Regions from separate parts of the Mus musculus genome. Here regions 1, 3 and 4 are each linked to region 2. The links are chromatin contacts, called in public HiChIP or PLAC-seq maps. All regions are on one chromosome and are shown on one strand. The core of a region is the stretch at or near the end of the contact, and the rest is flanking DNA. Distances in the headings are between cores, read along the strand shown. Region 1 has its middle 7.8 kb from the start of Tango6. Region 2 overlaps Gm51545 (a long non-coding RNA gene). Region 3 overlaps Cdh1 (cadherin 1). Region 4 holds the start of Cdh1 (cadherin 1).

What was found. HiChIP or PLAC-seq counts read pairs in DNA pulled down with a chosen protein or histone mark.
Region 1: an H3K27ac HiChIP or PLAC-seq map of embryonic stem cells shows a contact between it and region 2, with 6 read pairs. The contact joins two enhancer-like sites. A contact is called at or near these places in 3 of 39 promoter capture datasets (cranial neural crest, frontonasal cranial neural crest and maxillary cranial neural crest), 4 of 484 Hi-C or Micro-C datasets (B-cell progenitors, bone marrow-derived macrophages, embryonic heart and 1 more) and 1 of 115 datasets of contacts at active chromatin or transcription factors (embryonic stem cells).
Region 3: a contact with region 2 is called in an H3K27ac HiChIP or PLAC-seq map of embryonic stem cells, with 5 read pairs. The contact joins two enhancer-like sites. A contact is called at or near these places in 4 of 484 Hi-C or Micro-C datasets (bone marrow-derived macrophages, embryonic stem cells, nephron progenitors and 1 more), 2 of 115 datasets of contacts at active chromatin or transcription factors (embryonic stem cells and stem cell-derived neural progenitor cells) and 1 of 9 other capture datasets (adipose tissue).
Region 4: an H3K4me3 HiChIP or PLAC-seq map of embryonic stem cells shows a contact between it and region 2, with 16 read pairs. The contact joins the promoter of Cdh1 here to the enhancer-like site in region 2. A contact is called at or near these places in 1 of 39 promoter capture datasets (cranial neural crest), 2 of 484 Hi-C or Micro-C datasets (both in embryonic stem cells), 5 of 115 datasets of contacts at active chromatin or transcription factors (embryonic stem cells, epiblast stem cells and forebrain) and 4 of 9 other capture datasets (adipose tissue, liver, macrophages and 1 more).

The regions. Positions count from the first base shown.
Region 1 is chr8:106,673,902-106,676,722 of GRCm38.p6, forward strand. No RefSeq gene overlaps it. Among named protein-coding and RNA genes, the nearest start is that of Tango6, 7.8 kb to the right of the region's middle. Within about 2 kb of position 1,265, at least 18 of the 459 cell types and tissues checked have an H3K27ac peak or open chromatin away from gene starts, as enhancers often do. A contact at or near this core is called in embryonic stem cells, where this site is marked.
Region 2 is chr8:106,449,894-106,452,885 of GRCm38.p6, forward strand. All of the region lies in intron 1 of Gm51545 (a long non-coding RNA gene), which reads right to left. Among named protein-coding and RNA genes, the nearest start is that of Gm51545, 16 kb to the right of the region's middle. Within about 2 kb of position 1,663, at least 22 of the 459 cell types and tissues checked have an H3K27ac peak or open chromatin away from gene starts, as enhancers often do. A contact at or near this core is called in embryonic stem cells, where this site is marked.
Region 3 is chr8:106,643,505-106,646,336 of GRCm38.p6, forward strand. The region is part of intron 2 of Cdh1 (cadherin 1); the gene reads left to right. Among named protein-coding and RNA genes, the nearest start is that of Tango6, 38 kb to the right of the region's middle. Within about 2 kb of position 1,572, at least 37 of the 459 cell types and tissues checked have an H3K27ac peak or open chromatin away from gene starts, as enhancers often do. A contact at or near this core is called in embryonic stem cells, where this site is marked.
Region 4 is chr8:106,601,637-106,604,611 of GRCm38.p6, forward strand. It overlaps Cdh1 (cadherin 1), which reads left to right and starts at 1,714. Exons shown (of 16, transcript NM_009864.3): 1 at 1,714-1,906; 2 at 2,651-2,771. The coding sequence starts at 1,859.

The sequences.
Region 1 (2,821 bases), core at 15-2,514, 220 kb after region 2:
CATTTATTTGTGGGTACGATTTATTCGGTGTGTGTACAGTTCAGGTGGTTGTGCATGAGGAAGTCATAGGACCTTGTAGGCACCAGGGTTTTCTCAGTCCTGGGGATAAAACTCAAGTTTTGTGTCAGACTTGGTGACAACCACCTTTATCTGATGAGCCATCTTGCTGCGCATCCCACCCCCCATATTTTGAGACCAGTAGCCCTGACTGGTCTTGAACTCTCTATGAAGATCAGCTGGCCTCAAACTCAAGCAATCCTGCCTTAGCCTGCTGAGCTCAAGAACCTGAAGTTGTACAACATTCAATCACTTTTCGTAATTTTTCCCAGGATGAATTTGTGCATATACTGAAGGAAAATTGTCTAGTTCTAAAAGCCTGGGAGGGATGTACACAATGGAAGAACATCAATGTCACTTTCAAGGTTGTGTATTCTCCCATAAAACACATCTCCCCATGTAAAGATGTCCACAGGAGCCAGGCAGTGGTGGTCTTTAATCCTCAGGGTGTGTGTGTGTGTGTGTGTGTGCGCGCGCGCGCGCGTGTCTGCGTGCGCGTCTTCGCCACAGCATTTGAGGAAGAGATGGAGAAGAAGAGTAACCATTTTCCCCTGTTGCAAATACTGCCTGTAAGTGTTACAGCTCTGAGGGGGGAAGATATCCTGGCAGTAGGGAGCCAAGGAGTACCACAAGGTTAGATACACTTGTTTTGTTTGTTTCAAGGTTAGATACAAACCTCATAACAAACCTCACACAAAAGATTTATTGGGGCCGGGCGTGGTGGCGCACGCCTTTAATCCCAGCACTTGGGAGGCAGAGGCAGGCGGATTTCTGAGTTCGAGGCCAGCCTGGTCTACAAAGTGAGTTCCAGGACAGCCAGAGCTACACAGAGAAACCCTGTCTCAAAAAAAAAACCAAAAAAAAAAAAAAAAAAAAAAAGATTTATTGGGGAAGGAGGGAAGAGGGTGGCTGCCTCTGCTCTTGCAATAAGCAGAGGGCAGTGAGCAGGAGAGGCTCACTTTCTTCGGGGAGGTGGGGACAGGAGGGATTTCGCGCTCAGGGATTGGTGAATTTTCAAACCAGGAAGTGAGCTCAGACATTTTACCCCACATTGGCAGTGACTGACAATGGTTCTTTTAAACTTCTCCCCGGTAGCCTTGGGACCACGTTTTCTTTTCATTTTAGAGGCTGGAAAGTGGATGGGTTTGGGTTGGAACCCAGAAGAATGAGATAGACCACAAGGGGGCAGACGACCTAGCTCTGAGGAATGAATTAAACCGAAAGCTGCTTTCCCCATGATTGAGACTACATGTGGAGTCTAGGGCGGGAGTCAACCATGCTCCAGCCCAGTGTGCCCCAGGGAGGGTGGAGGAACATTTTACACATTTCCAATGCTACACAGTTTACAATTTTAGATCTTGAGATGGGAAATGGCAGTGATAGCAGATCATGATTGGGTTTTGATGTATTGTCTCCTTTTCCTTTTCTTCGACCTGCTTCAGTCTTCAGAGTGCAGTTATCAGTATTTACTGGGGAGGGGCAAGCATGCTAAAGATTGAATTCCCAAAAGCATCGACTTGGGGCAGGAAGAGGATCAGTAAGAGGGGTAGAAATGGACAATGGGGCCGGGCGTGGTGGCGCACGCCTTTAATCCCAGCACTCGAGAGGCAGAGGCAGGCGGATTTCTGAGTTCGAGGCCAGCCTGGTCTACAAAGTGAGTTCCAGGACAGCCAGGGCTATAAAGAGAAACCCTGTCTCGAAAAACCAAAAAAAAAAAAAAAAAAAAAAAAAAGAAATGGACAATGGGAACAATGGCCTGGGGTGGGTGTGGGGGGCGTATAAGCAAAGGACAATCATGTATGTGGGGTAAAGATGTAATGATTTATTCCTTATAAATAAGAATAGCTAAAAATAATTAAAAAGCAAACCCTAGCATTGGTCCAGGCATGGTGACACACGCCTTTAGATGAATCTCTTCAGGTTTGAGGGCGTCCTGGTCTACAAATCAAGTTCTAGGACTGCCAGGGCTATTACACCCCAACCCTGTCTCAAAAAAACAAAACAAAACAACCCCAAACCACCCACCCACTCAACAACATTGACAACTGGGATCTTCAACTGTCCCTATTAGGAATTGTGGAGGTGAAAAAAACTTCCGATAATTATCTGAATCTCAAACTTAGTTTCATTTCCATATAAACATAATGGGGGGGATTTATGGTTTTAGTATTAAGTGAATCTTCTAGTAATGTAATAGTCATATAAATAGGACAAAGAGGAACATTGCTAAGGACATTTTAAAGACTCACTGCTGGCGATGCCAATGCAGCTTATTGGCAGAGAGCGTGCACTAGAGGCTCTGGATTTAAATTCCATTGAAGAATAAAAAATTACTGGCCTCTTGTGAGAACATGAACTTTTTACCTCGGAGCCCACCCCCTCCCATCTAGAGGTTGTTCTCGGAACACTCCTAAACTTTTCACCCCAAAACTCCTCACCCTAAAGTTCGAACCCTCCCAACTAAAAACTGTTCCAAGAACATTTTTGAGATAAAGGCCTCCTGGAACAACCTCAAAATGAACCAGGTACTCCTTAGTTACGTAGGTTCCTTGATAGGACATGACTCCTTAGTTACGTAGATTCCTTTGGCAGAACTCCCTAGTGATGTAAACTTGTACTTTCCCTGCCCAGTTCTCCCCCTTTGAGTTTTACTATATAAGCCTGTGAAAAATTTTGGCTGACCGTCGATTCTCCTCTACACCACTAGGTGCCACTAGGTGTATGAGTTTCGACCCCAGAGCTCTGTGCTTTCATGTTGCTGCTT
Region 2 (2,992 bases), core at 413-2,912:
AAAATTAGGTAGAATGTAGTGGGCTAGAGAAATGGTTCAGTGGGTAAGCGTGATGCCACTGAAGATGCTGGGATTGCAGAAGCATGGAGGTCACCCTAGCTGAACCAACCAGCTTCAGAGACAGTGAGAGAACTTGTTTCAAAAAATCAAGGTAGGGGCTGACTGCTCTTGCAAGAGACCTGCCTTTCGTTCCCAGAACTCGCATGGTGACTCACAGCCATCCTTAACTCTGGTTTCAGGGCATACAACACCTTCTTCTGATCCTCACTGTATCCAAGTGGAACACATACATGCATGCATACATACATTCAGGCAAAACACTCATACACATAAAATGAAACGAAGGAGCTGAAGGGGTTTGCAGCTCCATAGAGGGAGCAACAGTGTCAACAGGCCAGACACCCCCCTCCCAGAGCTCCCAGGGACTGGACCACCAAAATACACATGGAGGGACTCATGGTGCTGACCATATATGTGGCAGAGGATGGTCTTGTTGGACATTTGTGGGAGGAGAGGTATTCAATACCCCAGTGTAGGGGAATGCCAGGGTGGGAGCACCCTTATAGAGGCAGGGGGATGGGATAGAGGGTTTCCGAAGGGGAGACCTGGAAAGGGGAAAACATTTGAAGTGTAAATAAAGAAAATATTCAATTTTTTAAGAAGGTAACCTTTAAAATAAATATGGTGGAGTTTGATAAAGAAAGATATCCAATATTGTGCTCTGGCTTCATGTATACATTATTAGTACATCTGAACATACGTACATGTACATATACCACAGATGCACACACATGTACTTATACCACCAATGCAGACACATGTATATATACCACAGATTCACACAAACCACATGCTCATGTACATACACCACAGATGCACAAACATGTACATACACCACAAATGCACACATATGTACACACACCACAGATGCACATACATGTACATATACCACAGATGCATACACACATGCACATGTACCACAGATGCACACACTCAAGTATAATCATTATAGATGCACACATACATGCATATACTACAGATGCACACACATATACATATACCACAGGTATTCACATACATGTATATACACCATAGATGTGCACACACATGCATATATCACAAATGCACACACATATACATATATCACAGATGCACACACTCAAGCATCACTAAAGATGCACATATACATGCATATACCACAGATGCCCATATATATACATATACCACAGATGTACACACACATGTGCATACACCACAGATGCATACATGCACACACACACAGTTTTAGGGGCTGGGGGACTCTTTCTGGTGGGTGAGCTCCTCTCTCCTGGTCTCCCTCTATTGCCTTCCTCCAGCCTTCTCTCTCCTCCTCCCCCATGGCATCCCCCTCTCCTTTTCCCCAAAGATCTCTAATTAAGTTCTTACTTGGTAATTGCCATTCCAGGAATTGCCATGGAAATCAGTTCCCAGCTGGCCTGTTTCCTTCTTTTTCTCAGCCTTGGGAAGCAGAGGCGGGAGCCCAAGGTGAGCCCTGAGAGTCAGGATTGTTCCCACCTGTGTGTGTGGAGCATTTGCTGGGTGTGCCCGGTGAGTCAGCACTGCTCCCTCCGTGTACCTCAGTTGGGCCCTGTGACAGCCTGAGGATGACCTTGAATTCCTGACCCTCCTGTCTCTACCTCCCAAGTACCAGGAATGCAGATGGCCACCACCCTTCCAGGCCCTGTGAGGAGACTGGAGCCTGAGATCTCAGTGAACCTCCGTGAGGCCTCACAAGTCCTAGAATTGGGGTTTGAATCACATTTGATCTGACTCTAATGCTGAAATCGTACTTCTCTCTCAATGAACACCCCTCCCCCCAGATGTGGGTAAACGTAGTTTGATATAAAAAAACAAAAAAAACTAGAAACCTCTATTGTCCTTCATAATCAGCCCTTTATAACATGACCTCATGACTCCTCCTAAGTCCCTGACTCTGGGCTGGTCTTGTTGTGGCTCCTCCTACCTAAAAGGTGGAGTCTTTTTTCCCCAGTCCCTGACTCAGGGCTGGCCTTCTGGCTCCTCCTCCCTAAAAGGTGTTGTCTTTTTCCCCAGTCCCTGACTCTGGCCTGGCTTTGTGGTGAAAAGATTGGGGCAGCAGTGATGAAAAGTGGTGAAAAGATTGGGGCAAGCTCTGTTCTGTCATTATGGACACTGCCGGGAAAACAAGCCCAGGCTGGACTGCTGGCATCGTGGTCCACTCATTCTCATCCCAGCTGACAGCTAGCCAACTGCTCCACATTGTGAGTGTGGCCATTCTAGATGTGGGCGGCTGTCTGTGGCTAGACCCCTGAATGAGCCCACAGGAGATGAGCTGGGCCTGCTCAGACCCACAGAACCACCAGACAGGCTCACAGACTCATGAGCAATTGTTGAAGCTGCTAGGCTCTGGGAGTGGTCGGTTATACACTGATGCCTAATGATGAGGCTGCCTCTAGAAGAGGCTTGGTGCATGAGGGCTGCAAAAACCTCAAAAGAGGAGAAATCACTCTGATCTTATGTCTACCTGGAGTGGCTGGAGCATGTACCTGGTTAGAGAGGCCCTGTCTCTGGTTCCTACCACCAAAAAAAAAAAAAAAAACCAATGACATCAACGTTAATATTTTCTATACACCGAGCATTTTCAATGAATCACTGTGAAGTTTTATGAAGTAGGAACCCCTGAATATCCTTTATTCAAAATGCTTTGACCGGAATTGTTTTGAATTTATTTTATTTTATTTTATTTCCAAATTTGTAAAATTTATAGGTACATGATTATGGACTTGGGGATGGGATTGAAGTCTAAATCCAAATGCGATTTATTTCATACATGCCTTCTATTATATGGTTCGGAGGCAAATCTTATGCAATACTTTTAATGACCCTGAATTGTTTTTGTTTTGTTTCAGACATGATCTCACTATGCAGCCCTGGTTGTCCTAACCAGGCTGGCCTTGACCTGTCTCTGCCTCCC
Region 3 (2,832 bases), core at 322-2,821, 190 kb after region 2:
GATGGACACAAATAGCGACCTATCTGAGTGAACCCATGTGTCCTTGGCAACAAAGGGTAGCTTGTCCATGCCCTGTTTCTTTCTTTCTTTTTTTTTTTTTCCATTTTTTATTAGGTATTTAGCTCATTTACATTTCCAATGCTATACCAAAAGTCCCCCATACCCACCCACCCCCACCATGCCCTGTTTCTAAAGCTATGGTGACATCTCCTGCGGGAGTGGTTGTTTCACAAGCTTGTAGTCCTTTCTAGTTTTGTGGACACCTATCAAAGGTATCATCAACCTCATACATGAGACATGTTAATATTTTACATCAAAGGAGGGAGTTCCGGCATTGCATTGCCCAATGTCATCTAAGAAAATGACCTGGGGGGAGGTTTTCTGGGTGGTGACATCTGTGAAGACTTTAGAAAGGAATACTGAACCACAAAACAAGAGACTGTCTACTCCTGTCCCCTCATCCTTCAGGTGAAACTTTTTTTTTTTTAAGATTTATTTATTTATTATATGGAAGTACACTGTAGCTATCTTCAGACACACCAGAAGAGGGTATTGGGTCCCATTACAGATGGTTGTGAGCCACCATGTGGTTGCTGGGATTTGAACTCAGGACCCCCGGAAGAGCAATCACTGCTCTTAACCGCTAAGCCATCTCTCCAGCCCAGGGTAAAACTTTTTGTCTTCTGGTCTTCAGAGTTTGAGTCAGAAAATACAGAGGTATTTTTGGGATACACAGTAGCAGTGTAGCTCTGTAACCCTGGAGCTCAGAAGGAAAACTCTGATCATACCTTTGTTACCTTGAGCCAACCACCTGTGTATAAATAAATGGTCCTTTAAGTATAGCTGAACGGAGGTCTCAGAGTTGTCTGTGGAACCTCTCTCGTCAAGGATACTCAGAGAAGAGGTTTGAACAAAGGAGGCAGTCTAAAAAAAGAAACAAAACAAAACAAAAACACCTGTTCTTCATGTCCTGCCTTGTGCATGGTATGAGCAGGGTTCTATTTTCAAACAGTTTCCCAGAGACTGGATCACCTATTAGTTGCTAAAGCGATCAACCATGGTTAGCTGCCCTTGGTGACAGGACCCTGTCCTCGAGCCCCAGCATTTTCTGTGATGTTCAGAGGCTTCTGAGATTCCTTGTCTCTACCCACTCACATTCCAGAGATGGCCACCCTAGTGGAAGAAGAAATGGGATCCTTCAAGTGAGGCTGGCCTTGGCTCGATGGCAATTACTGGAAAAGAATGTAGCGAAGGCTCGCGCTTGCCCGCCCGCCCGCCCACCCACGTGACCAGAGGCTTTCACCAACCCTGCCTTTTATTTGTATTGAATTATGTCCCCAGGGTTTTCTGCTGTTAGCTACTACTTCTGCCAAGCCTGCTAAAAGATGGGGTGCTTACAATGAATATAAAACTTAGGCATACTAAAAAGACATTCTTGGTTTTTTGTCATTTAAAGAATTTATTTTAATTGTAATCAACAAAGAAACAATAATGTCACACACACACACACCCTTCTTGGGTGGGTAGTTTGAGGCAGTCTGATGTTTCTTGGGCTGGCCTCTATCTAATCTGCTATGTAGCCCAGGATGACCTTGAATTTCTGGTCCTCTTTCCACTTTCAAGTGCTAGGATTGAGACCAGCCCTCCCCTGCCCCCTATTGGTAATTTAACTCAAAACTTTACACGTGTTATAGGCAAATGCTTTACTACAGAGCTGTATTTAGGGGGAAAAAAGCCCACCTCAACCCCTCTTCTATCAGTTTTCTCCAGTTATCATTCATGCCCATGATAGAGGTACTAGCACGGGCTAGTCTGTGTATGCAAAGTTTTCGATTGCATTGCCAACAATTGGGGTGGGGCAGGGACAGTCTTGAATAGCAGTGAAGAGCCCTCATTTAGGGGTGAACCAATTAAGCTCTGAACTCAGCAGTGTATAATTTCAGGAAAAGAAAGCCCATGCTGAAGGGGCCTCAGCAAGGCTGGGATGGGGGCAGGGAGAAGTTGCACCACCCCTCCCCAGTAGCTCAGTGGCATATCAGTCCATGGGATATATGTAACAGCAGGAGCATAAAGCTAACCCCATGAGGTTGTCCTCTGACCCCCATATATCCCCTGCCACATACACCCCTGTGCACATATATAGTAAGGGGCTAGAGGATGAAAAGAATTAAGTGGGTAAAAATGCTTGCCGCCCAGCCTGGCAGCCTGAGTTTGATCCCAGGGACCTACATGGAAGGAGAGACTTGATGCCTGCAAGTTGTCATCATCTGACCTACACACACACACACACACACACACACACACAGAGAGAGAGAGAGAGAGAGAGAGAGACAGACCCATACATACAAAAATAAAAGCCTAAGGAAATACAAGGCAAAGACCACCACCAGAGCAAGGACCCTCTATAGAGAGGCAAGGAATGCAATCAAGGAGCAAGAGATCTCAGATTGCCTTCGTCTAAATCCCAGCCTTGCCGATTTCCGCATCTGTAAAAAGAGGATGTGCCAGAGGCGTGGTGGCGCACGCCTTTAATCCCAGCACTCAGAAGGCAGAGGCAGGCAGATCTCTGTGAGTTCGAGACTAGCCTGGTCTACAGAGTGAGTTCCAGGACAGCCAGGGCTACGTACAGAGAAGAGACCCAGTCTGAAAAAGCAAGATATAGAAAGCAAAGCATATATCAACTGTATAAAGTTCTGGGTTTGAACGGTTTAATGTTTGTAAAGTGCTTAAAATGGAGCCTGGAACGATAGTGTTCTGCAAATATTTAAAATGTGGCCAAAGTAGTTGACAAGAGTAATTGAAAGTATTAGTTCAGACTTTCCAATCATGGGA
Region 4 (2,975 bases), core at 464-2,963, 150 kb after region 2:
GTGCCTATTATAGGCACCACCATACCTGCTTTACACTGTGCTGAGGGTGGTACCCAGGGCCTCATGTATGAGCTACATCCCCAATCTCTGTTTTGCCAAGGTTGGACCAATAGGAATGAGAGATGCCTTTGTTTTCATATATCCAAGCAACACGGACATGGCAGGCCATAGGCAGACAGGGAAACTAATCTAATATTTGTCTATTTTATTTTTGATCCTAAAATTATGTACCAGGGACAGAATTCTCAGGTGCAGGTGGCTATGCCATGACTATGGTATTAAACGTCTCAATCTCTGGAACAGGAGAGCTTGAGTTCTGGACTTTCCTCCTTTAACACGTTGACTTGCTACACGATATCAAGTTGTAGGTAAATAACAGATTTGAGTAACATCTCTTCCAGCTCAGATGGGAGAGGGCTGGAGAGATGGCTCAGCGGTTGAGAGCATTGACTGCCTTTCGAAAGGACCGGGTTCAAATCCCAGCACCCCCATGGCATTTCACAACTGGCTGTAATTCTAGTTCCAAGGGACCTGACATCCTCACACCAATACACATAAACAAAATAAATTATTAAAAAATAAAACCCAACAGAACAACTGATGAGGAGGGCTGGAGAGATGGCTCAGTGGTTGAGAGCACTGGCTGCTTCCAAAGGACCCAGGTTCAAATCCCAGCAACCACATGGTAGTTACAGCTGTCTGTAATTCCAGTTCCAGGAGATCTGATACCCTCACATAGACATACACGGAGGGAGAACAATGTAAGTAAAAGATTTAAAATAAAAAGCAACAACAACAAAACAAAACAAAACAAAAAACCTGATGGATGTGGGATGCATAGGATGCTGCTACTTGGGGGTCCCAAGGTCAAAGCCAGTCTGGGTTACCTAGTCCTGAGAACTGAAGTTAAGAGAACAGATTTTAGCCGGGCAGTAAGGTAGTGGGTACCTGTAGCTCCATCCCAGAAGTGAGAAGGCTGAGTTTGAACAATGATGAGTTTAAAGCCATGCTGGGCTACATAGCAAGGCTATGTCTCAAAAGGGAGCCGGTCAGGTGTTAGAAAATTAGATTAGCCTGGTCTGGTACCCCACTTGTGCAATCCCAGCATTCGGGAGACTGAAACAGGAGGATGGCTAAGACTAAGACAATTCCAGGCCCACCTGAGTTGGAAAACAAACAAACAAAAAAGCTACCAAACAAAATAAAACCGTCGGAGAAATAGCTCAGTCAGTAAAGGCCAATGGCGGCAATGCAATCCCAAGACCCTCTTGGTGGAAGAAGAGAATTGACTCTTGAAGGCTGTCGTCTTATCTCCACAATCGGTCTGTGGCACGTGCGTTTGCGAGCACAGGATCGCGCTCTCGCCCGCGCACGCACCCCTCCCCCCATGTTAAAATGTCATTTAAAATCCCTAAGCAAACAAACTCATCCAACCAAAGAAAATAAAAACATAAGAAACAAAACGGAAACCTAGATGATGAATAAAGTCCTTTGTAACTCCATGTCTCCGTGGGTCAGAGCACAGCTAGGCTAGGATTCGAACGACCGTGGAATAGGAAGCTGGGAAGTCTTCTAAGGCCGGCCCCATGCCACCAACTACAGACAGGGGTGGAGGAAGTTGAGGGCCCTGCAGTTCCTTGGCTGCCACCTGCAGGTGCGTCCCCAGCCAATCAGCGGCGCCGGGGGCGGTGCCTGCGGGCTCACCTGGCGGCCGCAGCCTCTGCGCTGCTCACTGGTGTGGGAGCCGCGGCGCACTACTGAGTTCCCAAGAACTTCTGCTAGACTCCTGCCCGGCCTAACCCGGCCCTGCCCGACCGCACCCGAGCTCAGTGTTTGCTCGGCGTCTGCCGGGTCCGCCATGGGAGCCCGGTGCCGCAGCTTTTCCGCGCTCCTGCTCCTGCTGCAGGTATGTGGAGGGTCCTGACTCGTGCCCCATGATCCGCTTCGCTGTGTTTTTCTGCCGGCTGTGGTCCCGCTTCCCTTCTTCCAAGAAAGTTGGGATCCGGAGGGCCAGATCGCCCTGGGCGCTGCGCGGTGCGGGGCTGAGTGCGGTGGAGTGGGAGGGAGGTCCAGGCGGGCGCGGAGTGGTCGCCTCTGGCGCAGGTTCCCAGGTGGGGGCGCGCCACGCTGCCGGCTCCCGGGTCCCCGGGTTGAGCAGGGTCCCTGTTTGAGACAGAGGAGGCGTGGAGCAGGATGGGGGCCTGCCTGTAGAAGGTGGGGTGCTGAAGTAGCGCGGACGATCCGAGATAAGGGAAGGGATTTTAGTATTATAAAAGCACCTGTCCTGTTAGGGAGGGACCGTAGATTGGGGTACCCGAGAGGAGTCTGCGGGTGTGCGTTGAGACCGTTCGCGGTCGAAGGAAAGTGGTGTCCGGAAGAGTCAAGGCGTCTCCAGTGAGATGCAAATGGAGCTAGGAGAGGAAGGTGGACTAGGTTGCCAGGTGGTGGCCCCAGATGTCCCCTCCCCCAAAGGCTTTTGGAGCTTGGCGGCTGGTTTCGGGATGAGCGGATAGCGTCCCTGTGTGCCCTGAGGGGGGTCCTCCCCACTAATCCCGGCGCCCGAGGCGAGGGAAGGGTTACCCTTGGTTTCGGTGTGGGCTGCTGGGAACCCCCTCAAGTCACCAGTTTGCTTACTTTACCTCCATCCCAGGTCTCCTCATGGCTTTGCCAGGAGCTGGAGCCTGAGTCCTGCAGTCCCGGCTTCAGTTCCGAGGTCTACACCTTCCCGGTGCCGGAGAGGCACCTGGAGAGAGGCCATGTCCTGGGCAGAGGTAAGGGAAACTGATGGTGTTACTCGGCCGAGTGGGGTCGGGTAGTGAAGGCGCCAAGAAATCGTGCTACCATGCTGGTAGGGTGGAATGGACAAAACTCTTCCTTGGAATTTACGGCAGATTTGGGAGTCTTATTTATCGATTGTGGTTGATCAAGGTAGATATGTCTGGCTCTGCTATTTATACGGGGCAGAAATGGGCCAA